Linked DNA regions of Danio rerio: region 1 is linked to region 2. Evidence: chromatin contacts called from public HiChIP or PLAC-seq data. All regions are on one chromosome and are shown on one strand. Each heading gives the region's core, a stretch centred on a gene start, on an enhancer-like site or on the middle of the called end of the contact. The rest is flanking DNA. Distances are from core to core; before and after follow the strand shown.

What was found. HiChIP or PLAC-seq counts read pairs in DNA pulled down with a chosen protein or histone mark.
Region 1: a contact with region 2 is called in an H3K4me3 HiChIP or PLAC-seq map of gastrula embryo, with 2.7 times the contacts expected there. The contact joins the enhancer-like site here to the promoter of nova2 in region 2. A contact is called at or near these places in 7 of 18 Hi-C or Micro-C datasets (caudal fin, embryo, gastrula embryo and 1 more) and 2 of 4 datasets of contacts at active chromatin or transcription factors (embryo and gastrula embryo).

Annotation. Positions count from the first base shown.
Region 1 is chr15:31,261,658-31,268,147 of GRCz12tu, reverse strand. nova2 (NOVA alternative splicing regulator 2) reads right to left here. Exons shown (of 5, transcript NM_001309524.1): 5 at 1-2,086. The coding sequence ends at 1,064. Among named protein-coding and RNA genes, the nearest start is that of polr1g, 45 kb to the left of the region's middle. Within about 2 kb of position 5,112, at least 19 of the 62 cell types and tissues checked have an H3K27ac peak or open chromatin away from gene starts, as enhancers often do. A contact at or near this core is called in gastrula embryo, where this site is marked.
Region 2 is chr15:31,190,223-31,196,229 of GRCz12tu, reverse strand. nova2 (NOVA alternative splicing regulator 2) reads right to left here and starts at 2,827. Exons shown (of 5, transcript NM_001309524.1): 1 at 2,188-2,827. The coding sequence starts at 2,344.

The DNA of each region.
Region 1 (6,490 bases), core at 3,863-6,362, 70 kb before region 2:
TTTTCACTGGACGTTAAATAAGACATATATTACATGGACACACGATTCGATCTACTTAAATAAAAAACTAAATCCAAAATATTGTCTTTACATTCATGTCAACCTGAATTCACAGATTAAGAAAAAACAAAACAAATACTTCAGTCCTTATGGGTGAAATCATATTAATAAATAAAGTTGATGGTGATATTTTGTAATAATAATAATAGTAGTAGTAATAATAATAATGATAATAGTATTTGTATAAACACCAGACCTCAAATCCCTTAGAGAAATGCCAACAATCTCTAGGAGCTCTGGTACGAAAGATTCAGGTGCCTTTTGCATCCTGGCCTATGTCCGCAACATGATCTACAAGCTTCCCTTATGCTAACAACATTTGTAGTGGCATGCACCTGGTCAAACTGGAACCCCAGGTAGATGTCTAGTGGCGCTGAGAGACCCTGCAGCAGCCTCACATCCCTTGCCCTAGCTGGCTGGGACCATTAGGGCTGGGACGAGGGGTGGCTGGGGTGGGGTATGGGGTTTCACAGGCTAGGGGGGATATATATGTATATATATATATATTCAGTCTCAGACCCTTCTAAAGAGAGGGCACGGGCGAAAGGGTGGGTGTTAGACTAAGGAATAAAATATAAAGAACAAGAATCTGTCAGCTAGGAGGGGATGGGGGTGGGGAAAGGGCCGATTCCTGGGTTTGCTCCACCCCAGTGTCCCCCATCCGACCACCTTGCCCACCTGCTGGGAACTGCAGCGCGGCAGCATGCCAGGTTGAAATGCCATTCACTGCTGTCCAGAAAAATGCACAAAAAGCCCAAAAGAAAAACCAAAAGCAAAAATCAACCAATAAAAAAATCCAAAAACTTAAGAAATAAACCCATATTTACATTTTACACATTTTTCTTTTCCAAATTTTCCACTTTGAGAGGATTTTTTTTCATATTTTTTTTAATACTGAGATTTTCCCACAAAGAATGTGGTTTATTTCGGTCGCCCTCAATCTTTCTCTGTATCTTCCCCATCCCCCACTCTTTCTCTCTCCTTTTTTTCATACTCCCTGTTTTTAGCCCACCTTCTGCGGATTGGTGGCCCTCACACCCTGCTCATATGTGATTCGCTGGCTGATAAGATATTGGGCTGCTTGTGTGGCGGCTGGCGATCCGGTGATCGTGACTTTACGGTTTCTGGTGCCAGGAACAAACTCTCCCTTTTTGGAGATCTGAATGCGGGCTCCCGTCAGTTCTTGGTACTCCACAAGCGTTTTGCCTCCTTTCCCCAAAATGGCGCCTACCAAGTTCTCCGGCACTGCAATCTCCACCACATCTTTGGCCCCTTCGGCCAGCTTCTCTGTGGCCAGTAGGGAGCTGGCCACCAGAGGGGAAGCGGCGCTCAGGTAACCGTTGGTGGCTCCAGTGGCGGCAGCGAGTGAGCCTAGCGTGAAACCTCCCAGACTGGTCGCTGGGTGGCCAGCACTAGTGGATGCGTCGTTGGCGTAGGAGGCTAGCAGGTTAGCGGCCGCAGCTGCAGCAGGATTAGCGCTTGCGGCTACAGCAGCAAGGACTCCTGAGGCAGCCGCAGGGTTGAGCCCAAGACCCAGGGAGTTGGTATTGTATCCGTAGCTGGCTAACGTGTTCAGTGCCGACGTGATAGCCAGCAGGTCATTCCCTGAGAAGCTGGACATGGTGGTGGGGAAAGCACCCACTCCAGCCAGACTGGCCTGCCCCAGGAGACTGGAGGCTGTGGCTGCTGCTGCTGCGGCCGCAGCTGGCATCACCTCTGCTGAGTTGGCGTACGGGGATCCGGTGGGGTTAGAGTTGGCCACTGGGCCAGAAATGTTGGAGTAGCTGATGTTCAGACAGCTGCTGCTTTGTGGATCCTCCTGAATCTTCTGCACAATGATCTCTACAGCTTTGCGGTTTTGCTCAGGCTCCCCGCTGATGGTAACAACACGTTCCTGCAGGTTGATGCCATCGGGTTTTTGTGAAAGCTGGACCCAGGCGCCGGACTGTTCCATGACAGCCTTCACCGTGGCTCCACCCTTGCCAATGATCAGTCCTGCCGTGCTGTTCGGCACTATCAGCTTTGCCTGAGGAGAACATAAGAGAAGCTGGTGTCAGTTAATGATTCCTTCTACTAAAACTAGCACGTTTGCTTGTCCACCATGCACCATTTCTTTTAAGATTTTAGGATTTGAAGTAGAAAGTGTGGTTTTAATCCACTGAGAGACAATTAGTCACAGTACAACTAAATTTCTGTAAACACTAACGGCTATTTTAATGGCCACTGCATTTGTATGTCAGATTGTCAAGCCTTTTTTTAGTGCTTCGTTATTGTTCTAAGTTAGCATCTGTTTCTATTTTGTTTTCTAGTATATTGTCAACTAGTTTAATCTAGTTTTATTTTTTTACTTAACAGCAATGGATTGTTCTTAGTATGTTCTAGACAATTTCTGTGAAAAATAAATTCTTCTTTAATAGAGGCGGGAAAAGTGTAAATAGTGGTTACCATGGTTTCTTCCCTAACTTAGAAAGGCTTGCTTCTCTGATCAAGCAGTGATTCATGCTGGTACTTTTTTTTTACCAAAGCTTCACACAGAACATACCGATCTTGTTAAAATTATTTTAAAAAAGCACCATGACTAAATGTGTTTATCAAAATGATCTGGAATTTCTTGACTACATGTATTTCAATTATATCAGATACCAAATTCATGAGAAGTAACATCATGATTTCAGTTCAGAATTTATGTAAATGTGTTGGAGAACACGTTTCTTTTTAGATGCTGTAACAATGCCATTCACCTATTTAAACTAGTAAAAGATAAATGTTTTAAATAGTTTGAAAGAAATAACATTATGAAAGTTTAACATTTTACATGGGGAGGGTTTTAGTATCGTGTTATTTTTAAGGTTTAAGGTTATATTTAGTTAGTTTGCTCTATAACCAGAAATTCATAAAGAAAATAAGAGCATTCAAAACGTGGAGTTTCTCATTTCTACCTATATAGATAAATGAGTTTTATGATATCAGATCATCTCTAGAAACTGAAATGCCTCACCCCGCTATTTCATGGCTGAAGCAGTCAGTTATTCACATGAACCTGAGCATTTATATCAAGGGTTAAGCACACTTGCATATATAAGAAAATAGTAAATGGTAGCAACATAATGTTGATCTGAACCCCTCCACATTTATAAGCCTTAACAATGCAAGGAGGAATCAAAATACCAGCATGCTAAAATGTCCTGTGCAAATGTACAGCCTCATACCAAGGTCTGAGAGGCCAAACGCATTGCAAACATAGTCAGTTCCTGGGACGACATTCAAAATGAAATATTACTCATAATAACAATTGTCCATATTGTGAATGGCATATACTAAGCTATATAAGGAAAAAATATTCAGACAGTGTAAATAAACTTTTAAATGGGCTAAATAAAGTCTGGTTTCAAGTTAATGTCCCAGACTGCCACTGCAGCACATACTCTTGTAATTTGTAGTACAAAACTTAATGAGTGTATTTGAATTATAGTAATAGTAGTTTAAGGTAGAAGAATCAATTAAAGAGATTCTGCCTTGTTATTATAAACTAGTGGCTTTCATGACTCTTTCACAACTCTGGCTGGCCAAGCTCTGAATTTTATTTATTTTTTTAATAAAAAGGCCTACTGTATTAGTCTCACAAGGTATGGTTAATGTTTCAGTTGAAATGCAAATCAAAGCTGTGCATTCCTACAATGTAAAAATTATAAGAACAACTAGTCATGACGACATACTGTATGTTTTTAGTTCATTGTAACTTATTAAACCAAGTTAATCATGTTCTAACTGAATTTGATAAGGTGTGCAAGCAGTTTTAAGTCAGTTTAAAGGGTTCTATTTTAACAATCTAGGGGCAAAGACTAAAGCACATGGTGCAAAATCATTAAGGGTGTAACGAAAAAAATATCTCTCTGCGCTGCTGCCCATGGTCTAACAGGGTTGTGCTTATTCTCTTAATAAGTTCTGGGAGTGTTTTGAGAATAAACCAGTCAGAGTCTTTCTCCCATTCCCTTTAAGAGTCAGTTGCTAAATGCTATGGCACGTTTACTATTTACATAGCTGATTTTTTTAGGTGTAAAAACTGAATGCTTTAAGAGAAAATAGTTAAACAAACCATCTGACAGGTGGACAAAACAAATATAAATATTAAAACAAATAAAAATAAGCATGTAATAAATACTACTAGTAGTACTAATAATAATAACATTATACAAAAGCAAGTTGTCGCGAATAAACTTAAATTTTTTTTTTTACATTTTAGTCCTCCTTTTTAATTTTTAAAGATATTTGTTTATTATTGTACATCCTGTGTGTATTAGCAATGTATAAGCGAGGTGCACAACTAATGTGCTCTCCGCTGGACTTTAGATCTGCTTTCAGCTGCTCAATTGCTCAGTCTATTTTAGTTCCTCAAAATCACAACACGCCAACAATGCGCCTTAACATACCTCTTTTCTAGACCGGAACACCCATGAGTCCTCAAAGTGGCAAAATGGATTTGCTATTTAAACAATGTGGCGTAAAACTGGAAAATTAGGGTTGTGCTGGTATGAAAATAATAACACATTGCAGCAAACACGTCTAACTCCTTATTGCGCCGGGTGTATGATAGGGCCCCTATAATGCTAATTTGATTCTGAATTATTATTAAAAATTTAGGGCAACCAGGATTTTTTTTTCACTGTGTAGGAACTTCAGGAGAACTTTAGACTAATAATAATGATATAAAGCTGATTAGTAGTATGTATTTTAATAGTAGTTACTAGATGAAAAGCAAAAAAATGTATTGAAGAAATTATGTATTAACAATTGTTAATAAAAATGACAAGATTTATTAAAAAAGCCCAAAAAAGTACATATTATAAGACAAAAATAAAGATTGTTTGTGTGTTTTGTTCTTGCACTTCCTGAGCTGTGAATCACTAGGTAAAAAGAGGCTCCTCCTGAAAAGCATCGACTCCCAGGGGTCAGTGTTTCCATGGAAACTCAACTCCAGCATTCAAGGGGGACTGAAAAGGGAGTCGGAATGATGCATAGCAACCAACCAACCAACCCCCCTCACACACTCGCAACCATTCACTTAAAACCACCAGCTACTTCTTGTATGCGCACACATACAACACAAGCCTATAGGAGCAATACTCATTGGTACGCAAGAAAACATCACACGTTTCTGCATTTCGTCCATGCAACCTGACATATTCGCTCGCTAATTGATCCGACAAATTAGCGCTTGATCCCTTTGATCATTGGCAGATACATCTATGCGCCGTAGCATTATTAACAAAATATGCGGTGTGGTGTTCGCTTTGACAGTTAATTACTCTGTGTAATGAAAAGCTCCAGCCCTCCGAGAGCGCTTTGACAATGCTGGATATTTTCTGAATATTTGCACTGTCAAAATGACAGATAGAGAGATGAAAACGGTAAATAGGGGAGACGGGAAGAGCGGGTGGATGCGAGTGAAGAAGGATGTGTGCGTCTGTGGGGGCGTGTGTTTGTGTGTGTGTGTGTGTGTGTGTGTGTTTGTGTGTGTGTGTGTGTGTGTGTGTGTGTATGAACAAAGCAAAGGAGAGACTGGAGGAAAGCAGAGGGGTTGGGGAGGGGGTGGTGATTGGCTCAGCCTTTACGTTCGTTTCTTTTGTGAGACGTTTCGTTCTTTTCACTCTTTGCCTCAAGGTCTGCTGAAGCTCGCTGCCCACAGACATGTCTTTACAGAAGCTGTTTAGCCTTGCCACTGTAGCTCCAACTCTCATTCAGCGCAAATGAATTAGCATAGAAATGAAAAACTGCCGACAGGATATTTCATGGACTCCTACATTCACCTTTTATCTTGCTAGAATAAACAGAAGCTTGTATAAGGAACATCTTGAGCTAAACAATGGTATCGACTATTGGCGTTTAATGCATTGCGGGTGCAGATTGTTTTGATGACTGGGATTGATCAGTACAGATACTCTGCTGCACGTCTGCTTTGTTAAATTTATTGCTTGAACATTCAAATTGAAAGCTTAACTCAATAGATATGTTTCCATCCACCTATTTTAATGCACATTTTGGATGTGCACATAAAATTTGCTTGATTAAAATGGCAAGATGTGCATACATTTTAAAAACGTGCACAAAAAACATGCGCATAACTGAGTAGGATAAACTTTTTATTCGATTAGAAAAGATGTGCATAAACTACGATATAAACACTTTTACCGAACAAATTCCAGTATGCGCATTAAAGTCATGTGATTTTGTTAGAAGAGATCACGTGGTGATGAAAATGTGTGTGAATGGACAAACCAGCAGGCTGAGCTTACTGTAAAAGCTCTGAAATGTTGTTTTGGTCATTCTAAAATGCTGTAACCATTTCAGTATTAGTGTTATTATGTTATTAATTACCTCCAGAACACAGAGGTGCAAGGAATTTAGCAGCTTCTCTTACCGCAGCAAATTA
Region 2 (6,007 bases), core at 1,578-4,077:
TAAACATGACTCTAAATATGACCATACAAGCATATAAACTCTAAATCAAACAAAGTAAAAGGTAGAAGGAAACAAATTGGACATATTATTGTCAGAGTCGTTGTTAGTTGTGTTTTACAGTTTCAGTACGCTGCCCTCAATCCATAGTTTTACCTCAGAATCAGTCTATAAAAAGTGCATGTGCACTAACTTAAACAATGATCTGCCTGTTTAACTGCTGGTGATTAAACTGCGGGAACATTTAGACCCTAAGTGGATGATATCATGTTAATGCGTGCCATATTTTCAAACTCTTTCAAATTAAATAGGAGTAAAATCTAGAATACTCCCTCTGGGATTTTTATCAACATGTCCCACCAACACTTGGAAATATGATTAAATGACTAATAACTAAATAAAAAAAAAATTATTATTCAGAGACATTTAGCTAACATTTAGACATTTTCTAACATTAAGTTTGGAAAAAAGTATAAATTCTAACTATAGATGCTTAAATTGAATAACAGTGTTGCAAATATGGTAAAATAAGTTAACTGTTGTTATATCAGTGCATATAGCAATATGCAATACCATAAAATGCACTGTTTTAATAAACTGGATAAAATTCATTGAGTATTAGAATAAAATCAGAGCTCTTACAGCTCTTGTATGAATTAATTTCCTTAACAGGCTAAGAGCTTTGATCATTTTATAGAGATTTCATAAAAATTAATTTGTAACAGATGATTTTTATTGGAACTTAACAACATAAGATTACAACACTGAGATTTCCTGTATAATTTTTATTGATTTGTTTTTGACATTTAAGAAATTTCAATATTAAAATTTCCAGAACTGCGGGAACCCTGTTGAATAATTGCAGTTGGCACATAAATTCCAGTGAAGCCTAGATCTCTTAAGCATCAAAGTCTTTTCATTTAAGCAAATGGATCTGCCTGTTATGCCTCCCACGGATCCAACATGCTTCTTCTGACTGACAATTCATAATGCTTTCTGCATTGATTCTACCCATGTAAACATTCACCAATCACTTCATCTCTGCACCACTGTTAACTCTTTAAATGTAACTACAAATATTAAATCTAAAATAAATACAAATAAGACATTCTTGCACTTTGAAAAATAAAATCTTACCTTTATTGAAAACTTGAAGTCTTCCAATTGAAAAATACTCTGTAGGTTAACAATATTGTGAATATAAAGAAGCTTTATATCTTAAGCTTTGCCTTTAATGTGATTTTTTTTTAAGGCCCAAATAAAATGGTTTGATAAGAATTTAATCCTAATAGGTCAGAAAAACAATGTTTTAGACGTATAATCTGCAACCACACTAAGATTTATCAATCATCTGAATGGATAATACATTAAAAATATGTGCATATATTGTTTTTAACGTAAATTGAATGACAAAACAGTTGAGCAGACAAGTGTTGTGCACACAGGGCATCTTATGGCATCTGCAGGAATGCATAATAAACAAGCAAGCATGGGCCCAGTATAAACAAAAGACTACAGTCAAATATTGAAGCATCTAAAACACTTCAGAGCACTGAAATTACAAATATGGACATTTTAGATTTTTAGATTTAAGACATTTTTAGACATTTTAGATTATAGAAGTTTTAATAACATTATATTAAAAATATTAAAGTGCACGTGCTTTAATAGCTCATAACCCTATATATATATATAATATATAATATAATTCTTTATCTTCTGTTCCTGGAGTATTAATTTTCAAATTTCCAAATAAAAGATTATAAAAGCACCGGATCATAACGCAAGGTCATCTGCGGTGATAACAAGGATGCGTAAACGCTCGAGCCATGTTTTCCAATGCTTAGGTACGTGCTCACTATATTTGCCTATATTTAGGAATACACTACTCCTTTATCCCATACATAAGCTTTTAATGTAGGAATACGTGTTTGGTAAACGACCGTCGTCGGTGCGTAATACTAGACGCAACCACCAATTCAGGGCCACTTAAAATGGACGCGAACTGTAAATATGAATGTAAAAGCTCTGATGCACATGTCTGGCGAAGCGCGAGCACGTTAAATGGCGAGATGCGAAAATGAACCTGCGATCATACTTTCATCTTCACCACTGGGAGCAAAACATCAAAGCACTTGTCTCGTCTTTTGGGAAGAGACGCTTATTTGTTTGCCAGCATTCGGCTCTTACCTCCTGTGTTTGTGCGCTTGGTGCTGCTGGCCTCCGTCGGGGTCTCCAGGGGTCTTTTGCGGGAATCGGGGGGATCAGACTCCATGTGCGGCTGTTGATTGTGATGATGCGGATTGGAGAAAATCCCGTTTTGCTGCACTGCCCCACCGGCCATCATTTTTTATAAAGAAGCTTTAGGCTCGGTCTCGTCTCCCCTACAAACAATACGCAGATATGCTGTTTTCTAAATGTGAAACCACGATGATATGAAGGTTTTTGGGGTGCGTCGATCCTCCGTAGCAGCGCTAGATAGAGAACGAAAGACGCATAAATATCCAGAGGCTCGAGGCTGGACTGATATTAATAACAAGTGATGTGGGAATCGTCCTCGTTTTGCGGCTCTGCGATGGCGCTCTCCTGCTGGAAAACAATATATGACCTCAGCGGTCAGCAAGAACTCTCACTGCTAAAAGCTGGGAAGATGCGCGAATAATAAATAGCACGAGGAAATGTACAAGAGGCGAAACTGAAAGAAAGCGGATCCCGCATGCAGGTGGATGAACCCTGCGGATGGAGCTTGGATGGTGTGTTGAAGCGCCGCACGAGCGCTTGACGGAGATGCGATGTTTCTGGAGGCTCGGACTCGGAGATGCTGCAGTCTTGCTTTCAGAGCATCTTTGCGCGTTTCTGCTGGAGCGCAGAGCAGCGGGTGACGTCATGCGGAGCCGAGTGCGCGGCTGTCAAATGTGGAGCCGCAGACACGCCTCCCTCGAACCGTGATTGGTCGAGGTTTGATTTTTTTCCGGCAAAGTGGAGTATAAATCCTGCGTGTCACATGACAATACTGGAGGAGGAGGTGGTGATAAAAATGAAAGAGCATCACTGTAAAATAAATAGGCAGAAAGATGTTAAAAATAAATAAATAAAAGTTTTAAATGCGCAGCTCGTCTCTCTCTAATCTATAAGTGTTTAACCTATTTTTTGTTGTCATTATAACAAGTACAAAATATATATAAAATATAAGAGTATAATAACAAAAAAAGATATATCATTATTAATTATAATAAACATCATTATTTATTACATTATTGTTTAACTTTAGTCGTTTTTATTGTTTGTTTATTATTGTTTTATAAATAAATAATTGTGAAATTATACATGAATAATTTGATTGTAATAATGACAATTTCATTACTAATAAAAAAAATTGATAATAATTATTCTTAATAATCCATTCATTGTTGTTGTTGTTGTTGTTGTTGTTGTTGTTGTTATTATTATTATTATTATTATGTAATTTGGAAAAAATATTAATAACATTAAAATAAAACATTAAAATAATAATTATTATATAATTACATATGTAAAAGTAAAATAGAATATATGTATATGTATTTATTTATCATGTTGAAATGTACATTTATATACATTTATTTTACTTTATATTTAAAAATAATAAAAATATCATAATCTCTTTAAAAAATGTAAACAATTTACAAAGAGGTAAACATTTTTTCAACTTTAGTGTCCTGCAGTGCCCAGTAAGACACTGTCCTTGACTCACACACACATACGCTTCTTCTGTGTCAACAGAAGGCCGGAGGAAAGCCCTTCTCTTCCACCAGATTCACATCAAGGTGATGCTGCTCTGTCTGCTGCATGCACACAAAGAGCCACCTCACGCAATTTCACATTTCTGTGGAAAAACCCAGCAGTGCGCCAGTGCCATCTCAAATACATAAGCCTATGCTCAGTGTGAGTTTGAAGTATGAGACAAACCGATACTGAGACATTTGGCTCCTATTTACCGGGAGGAAAACTGAGCAAAATAAATGACTATAAAACACTTGTGCTCCTTTGAGTCTGGCCATCCATAAAATGCAATCAATGCGAAACAATCAAAGTCAGTTGCTTTGTTTATACTTCCAGTCACATTCTAGAAAAGCTCATTACTCATTAAATCAAACGGGCCAATTGTTTGATTTAAACAACTAAAGCTTCAGAAATGTGAGAATTATGATCAATGATGCCATGAATCTGCAGTTAGTTCAAGCATATGCATTGTGTTGTATGGGTGCATATGTAGTATAATGCGTTGCATTAAAGAAGCTAATGTGATTGAGTAAACTTAAAGGATTCTCATACAGAGCTGCATGATTTATCTCTCTCTTTCTCTCTCTGTATAAAAGCTGGGTTCCAGTGTTGAAACCTCCCAGCAATCAATTTTGTGTTTAATCAACGTCTAATAGATATCTAAACTTAGACAACTTAGCTAAAACAAGGCTAAACTTGGACTGTCAGTAAAAATCTAATAGACATCGATAGCTCAAATCTAGACTAGGGGTCAAATAGACAGATTAGACAGACTTTATATGTGTAGTCATTCATTTCTGTTTATTTGATGACTAGTCTAGTTTTGGCCTATTCTTAGACGTCTATTAAATTTTCACTGACAGCCCAAATTTAGCCTTGTTTTAGCCAAGATGACTATGTTTAGCTGTCTATTAGACATCTTTTAAAAACAAAAAAATGATTGCTGTCATTTCACTTGTTATTTTTTTTACAAATTTAGGTGGATTGAACACAAAACAATTGAGTTATCCCCCCCAAAATGAGAAATTGTGTTATTTCAGCTCATTTTATATAAGAAGCTTGAACAAACAGCAAATATTTTTGTGTTTAATAGAGGTCTAATAGACATCTATACATAGACAGCTTGGCTAAAACAAGGCTTTAGTCTCAGATAGTTGATTAGATTTTCACTGACAGCCCAAATTTAGCCTTGTTTTAGCCAAGACAACCATGTTTAGATGTCTATTATGCAAAAAAGAAATGGACCATACATCAAAATTCTTTTGGAAGTACTCAAAGTGAATCTAGCTTGCTACATAAAGGAACTCAAAACCCCACCCATCTAACATTGATCAAAATATTTATGGAAGGTTCATTAAAAAATTTAAATAAAAGGCATGCATAAATAGCATTTACAATCATAATATGAAACTGGGGGGGGGGGGGGGGGGGGGACAAAAATTAAAAGAACAAGAATAAATTTATGATTCTTAATATTATATATTCTTATAATTGTTTGCAGCTCCAAAATACTATTTAATTGTCATTTTAAATTTTTAAATCCCTCAAAATAGGCAAGGCAAGTTTATTTATGTAGCAGATTTTGTACACAATGGTAATTCAAAGTGCTTTACATAAACAAGAATAAAAAAACAAGAAAATAAAAACCTTAAACAGAAAAAAAACAGATTAAAATGTGTTATAAAATACACATTTATCATGTTTTTTTGTATTTTTATTAAGTACAGATCTGAATAGGCATGCTATTTATTATTTTTACATTCATTCATATGCACTGAAAAAATATTCAAAGAAGATTTCTTGGATTTACAAAATTTTCTTAAGTTAAGTGGTTGTAAACAATTTATTTTAGCTGAATTTAAACAAATTAAGCTGAACGAACTTGTTTAACTTAAACAAATTGTTTGCAACAATTTTGCAGATATCATTTTTTAAGTGTTACAATATTTAATAATTTTCATAAGTTATCTAAAGCATTAAAATACTCTTTATCAAATGTGTATACTTGCCTTTTATATGCTTTCTATGCATATGAACTCACTTTTGTTCATTTAATCTGATGTCGACTCCAAAGTGGGACATCTCCTCATTGACCCATATTTATAAACTAAATAAATTTGACCAATATGTGCACCAATTTGCACCACATAAATCCACTCCATCTGAAAATTAAATAACAGACTTCTTCGACTACACAAAATCCACATTTACATATCACCAAACGATGCACAACAAAAATCACGTTTTG